Linked DNA regions of Salmo salar: region 2 is linked to region 1. The links are chromatin contacts, called in public Hi-C maps. All regions are on one chromosome and are shown on one strand. Each heading gives the region's core, a stretch centred on a gene start, on an enhancer-like site or on the middle of the called end of the contact. The rest is flanking DNA. Distances are from core to core; before and after follow the strand shown. Region 1 holds the start of LOC106586143 (glutaminase kidney isoform, mitochondrial-like). Region 2 overlaps LOC106586143 (glutaminase kidney isoform, mitochondrial-like).

Region 1 (2,700 bases), core at 131-2,630:
ACAAAGTCAAAGCCAATCTTGGACTGGAGCCATTTGATAACAGCTATGTAGCTATGTTGTAGTCTTGGGTCTCTCTTTATGTAATGTTGTCTCTCTGGTTGTGATGCGTGTTTTGTCCTATATTTTTATTTAATGTGTTTTTATTTTTAATCCCAGCCCCCCCATCCCCGCAGGAGGCCTTTTGCCGTTTGGTAGGCCGCCATTGTAAATAAGAATTTGTTCTTAAACTGACTTGCCTAATTAAATAAAGGTGACTTTTTTTTTTTAAATACAAAAACAAACGTACACTTCCCACGAGGGAAACAAACGTGCGCTCTTACAGAGGCCTTATCGAGGTAAGCATGCTACACTGTAAGAACTGAAAAAGTGGATACACGTTCGACAACGTTTGTTATTTGATGTAGAATTAACGAGCCCCTAAGTTATTTTACCACCAAAGTGTATTACATGTTTATAAGGACAGTATGGCGGCAGGCAGCCTAGCGGTTATAACATTGGACCAGTAACCAAAAGGTCGCTGGTTCGAATACTTGAGCCGACAAGGTGAAAATAAATCTGTCGATATACCCTTGAGCAATGCACTTAACCCTCATTTGCTCCAGGGACACCGTACTACTATGGCGGACACTTTTTAAAAAAAAACATTTAGTTACACCTTCAATAACGTCGGCAAAATATTTGTATGCGACCAATAATGTAACGTTATTTGATTAGAGTGGCTTAGCCCAGGATCGTGACTGGCTAGCTAATGGAATAATTAGCCTACGCTTTGTAATAAATGAAATATAAAGCCACCATTAGGCGCGCCTTGTTCTAAAAAATAGCAGGCTACGGGCAAATATTCATAGGCTAGTTTAGACTATGACAAATTCTACAATTTGTGGATAATGTGGAGCCCACCCACATGCCTTCAACTTACTTCTCCGTCGCTGCTTCTTTGGCAGTCTCATCTTTCTTCTCCTGGTCGGTCACCGGTATAGCACTTTCGGTCACAGGTATAGCAGCACCTTCGGTCTTCGTGCAGTAGGTCCGGGTCCCAGGTGCGGCGCAAAGCAAAGGGCGGTGGACACCGGCATGGAGAAGCTTCAATTTGAAGCTGACTTTGACATCAAGAGAGGCGTTGCTGGAGCAGTAGTGGATTGGTAACGACGTTTTATTTCTTGTAATACCTGTCAAAGGGCGCTTTAGGTTGGATTGAAACAACTCCTTCAGCACTGCCGAAAACCTAAACTGTAACATTTCAATCCTTTCGAGCAAGTTGAGGAGAATTTCTGCCTGAAAAATCCTAAAACCCGAAATTGAAAGATAGGCAAGTCACTGTACCACGTTAACATTCAGAGTGGGCGATGACTAGCACTGTAATGTACTGGCGTTGTAAAATGAATAAAACCCCTTATTTTACGCCCCCCAAATATCCTATTGGTGGAAGTGTCTTTATGGCGGATTGGCTGGTCTTGGTTTCTATCATAATTTTGTCCTGCATCATTTCCTCTGACGAATTGCTGTTCCCTAGCGGCGGGGAATATTTTAATTATTCAACGGCGTTGATGAAAGTTATTGCGCGTGCCGAATACCGATTTATTTCCCAGAATGTATGTGAAACTTTAATCACACAATTCATAAAAATACTGTTCAAAACAAGGATGACGTCCCATGTGGAGGTCATTCAGTTAGTATAGAAAATGTTACGGTAGCTAGGTCTAGCGTAGCTTTAATTGCTCTTTTAATTGTAACTTAATTTATGGATATCTTGAATGACTTTCAATAAAACATAGATGATGAATGGAAACAAATGTACATTATCTAATGATAGGCTTACATTATTAGACTACGCTCAGGAGTAAAACATAAAAGCTCAGCTATTATCCTTCAGCCATGGAGCAGTAGCAAATCATTCTAATCAAGTTGTGACAACAAACCCTTGTCTACTGGGAGAGACAGATTGATGCAGACTCTCGTTCCCCCAGCTGGACACATACAGTGTCAGTTCCCATCCTTAACCTTGGAATGTGGCATACTTAGATTGACATTTTAAATTGGACAATACTCTGTCAGCACCAAAATATCTTAGGAATTTATTGGACAGTCTTGTTAGCTCACTGTTAAAGTGCTGTGTGAGAAACAGAGAAGAGGCTTCTATATTGTTCAGTCAGCCCTCTCATAGAAGGAAAGGTTGACTTCTATTTCACTGTACTTGTGCCGGTGACAATAAAACTTGACTGAATAATGAACAGTATGACCTTGATGACCATCCTATACATCACACATTCTCTCAAATTACGTGACATTGGCTGGATCAGTCCCACGGGATCACATTCCTGATGATGTATTATATAGCTTTGCCTCTTGCTGTGATGGCAAGGCAGCACCACTGGAAAACACTACATGCAGATGAGGTGCCCAAATTAGGAAACTGGATTGCTGACCGTTTTAGGGCAACGCCTCTTATCACTGATGGCTGTAGAAGAGAAAAGGGGAAGGATGGCGAGAAGGAGAGGCACTTTACTTTCAAATAAGGTGTTACTGTATTCTCTCCCCCCACCACACACCTTTCTCACTCTTTCTTCAGTGTGCAATAAAGTGCACTTCCTGTCTAGCTACTATCAGTTGATCAGCTGATATAGTGAAAGTTAGTGTTGGAGTTAAGTTCTCACAGTGCCAACTCATCACTGGGTTAGAGTCTCATACTATGTGGGCTGG
Region 2 (2,700 bases), core at 60-2,559, 58 kb before region 1:
GCCAAGGATTACTGGACATTGTGGCCCTCCAGGAACAAGACCAAACTGCTAGATGATCTATTACATTAAATTACAGTAAGTATTGGTCCTTGATATCATGAAATTCATTAACTTTCAACAGTACATAAATATACAATTTACATGTAGGAGAATATGTATAATAATATCACTTTATATTGTACACCATTGTCACAAAGATTCAATCAGATTGTGCACTTCGATTTGGGACCCTAACACACACTTGGTGATGGAAGAGAGAGACGAAAGATACAGCAAAAGTAAGCAACACGGTCGCAAAAGGAGCAAAGCGTACGACGAAGGTAAAGCAAAAAAGCTTACGGTAAAACAACGGAGTATAAAAAATATATATAAAAAAAAAAAAACATGTTCAATCAAACACACAGTTCAGAAATACGACATCATACAAAGTCGACAAAAGTCACTCCAAAAAGCGCATCCCACCACAAAAACAGCAGTCTAGTATAGATGATATAAAAACAGTGTGGCGCCATCTGCTGGCTCGCGAGGCTACACTACAGCAGGCCGTCCAGGTTGTTCTCCGTCGTCTCCTTGACCTTCTTGGGGATCTCTTGTGGGTTGTACTTGTTTTGATAGTCCTGGAGGATGGTGACCACGTCGTGATGGCCAAAGTGCAAGGCCTCCTCCATTGGAGTGTTGTCCCACCTATAGGGAAAGATAACGAGCGTGACTGACTGGGGTTAGACTGGCCTACAAAGGCATAGTTCTGGGAGCTAACACTAGTTGTTGTGAAAATGACAGGGTACAAACAAAAGTGTTATTTTGGAGTGGGAGTACACTTGTATTGTAGACGCTTACTATCACTCGAGAGACGGTATCATATACTTGTCTACCCACACAAAAAGAAACACCTAAAAAAACAAGGCAGACAGACAAGTTTGTTGGCTTACCTATCCCTGGGAACAGGGTTCACCTTGCACGCCTCTAAGAGGAAGCGCACCACCTCTGCATGTCCTGAAAGTAGAGCAGATGGCGGAGTTACGTAAGAAACAAAAAACACACACACTGCAGCAAAGACGTCACACACTTCGCAATGCAGCTGCCAAGGGACAGCAAATTAACCCCTACGAAACAGAGGGGGCTGAGTCTGCCAATCCCTCCCAGAGGACCCTGACATACACAATTTGTCCCCGTGTGTGACAGGAAAGGGAGGCTGTGAGACGCACCTTCTGCTGCTGCAACATGTAGAGCTGTCCTGGAGTCATAGTCCCTCTGCTCCATGTCCATGGAGGAGAGGGCAAACCTGCAGACACACCGACAGAAAGGTCAGCAGTGTCACAGAGATGGAAGATAACGGGCAGAGAAAGAAGACAGAAGTTATTCAGAGATACAAAAGAAGACGGATCATTACGAACAAAGGTATAATTACTCAAGTATTATGAATTTAACATGATTTTGAACATGAACGTGTGTGTCAGTGTGTGTGTCATCTGTGTGTAAGAGAGCTGCGTACTGTACCTCCTTAGTGCTGAGACGTCTCCGGTGTAGGCGGCAAACAGGAGATTGATGACAGACTTGACCTGGAGAGAAGGAGGAAAGCAGTTTGTGGAAACAGGCAAACACACACGCATGGGGTGGGGGATATGTGCCCTACCACAGTCCTTAACCAGCTAAAAGAGAAGCGGAATCTGCCAAACATCAATCAGGACTTCTGGATCCCAATCAACTCCTTACAAAAACCCCATGGCAATGGCAGTATTATTAATTATGTAGAATGTAATGCAATGTAAGACTTGCCAGGAGGCCTTTTTACCCCCTTATGTCTAAGCATCTCTCATTGTGACTGACTGAATAGCATCTATTCATTCTTTTGAGAAATGGCAGCGTGAAAATAGGCTACATCCTATATCATAAGCCTTGAGACATTGAACACGATCATATATGACCTGTTAACTTTGGTGTTGTCAAAACATGACTCAAGGCTCCTTAAGAATCATCTTATTAACTGGGTGGCAGAATAGAGAACCTTCGCTAATAAAGCTGTCAATATTTAATATTGTCCCAAAATATATATGTATTTTTAAAATTCTACTAGCTATTTGTGTGCAGTGAGACCACTGTGAGCAGTTAGTAAGACCAATAGGTATGTTTGTGAGTAGTGAGTGTATTAGGAGTGATTTAGGAGTTAAGAGTGAGTTCTCTAGCCCCAGGCAAACCGTGAGTCCTGGCTCAAGCTGTAGGCTACAGGGGATATTGACAGATTTATTAGCCAAGGTTCTCTATTCTGCCACCCAGTCAATAAGATACTTCTTAAGGAGCCTTGAGTCATGTTTGAGGAGCTACCAGTATTGACTACAGACCAGATACTATGGTTGGATTATGGCAGTGTTTTCTAAAGAGTTGATTGGAGAAATAAAAAAGGTAGAGATTCACATATTGGGAGTAACACTATGGCACTAGCATAGAAATAGAATACAATTTGAGCGTATTCTCTTGTGGTCCATTTACTAACTTGAAGCTTTAGCAGACTATGTGTGGCTTATCTGCTGCATTGCAGGCTATGGGTCTGTGGTAGCTTTCTCTAATCTAATCATCAACCACTAGAGGGTGCTGAAACATTCCTGAAGGCATAGTGACATTGCCTTCAGTAAATGGTCTCATGTTTTTCCCATTTGGGTGGCGGTGGTATTGTGGGTAGAGCTTCAAAGCGTCAAAGTCTAA

Evidence for each region. A called contact is a pair of places that touch in the nucleus more often than the background predicts.
Region 2: a contact with region 1 is called in a Hi-C map of gill, with 2.3 times the contacts expected there. The contact joins the enhancer-like site here to the promoter of LOC106586143 in region 1. A contact is called at or near these places in 3 of 3 Hi-C or Micro-C datasets (blood, gill and muscle).

Annotation. Positions count from the first base shown.
Region 1 is chrssa25:10,520,083-10,522,782 of Ssal_v3.1, reverse strand. LOC106586143 (glutaminase kidney isoform, mitochondrial-like) reads right to left here and starts at 1,380. Exons shown (of 18, transcript XM_014173041.2): 1 at 920-1,380. The coding sequence starts at 1,239.
Region 2 is chrssa25:10,578,265-10,580,964 of Ssal_v3.1, reverse strand. It overlaps LOC106586143 (glutaminase kidney isoform, mitochondrial-like), which reads right to left. Exons shown (of 18, transcript XM_014173041.2): 15 at 1,498-1,559; 16 at 1,206-1,282; 17 at 930-993; 18 at 1-684. The coding sequence ends at 534. Among protein-coding and RNA genes, the nearest start is that of LOC106586142, 30 kb to the left of the region's middle. Within about 2 kb of position 1,309, at least 1 of the 13 cell types and tissues checked has an H3K27ac peak or open chromatin away from gene starts, as enhancers often do. A contact at or near this core is called in gill, where this site is marked.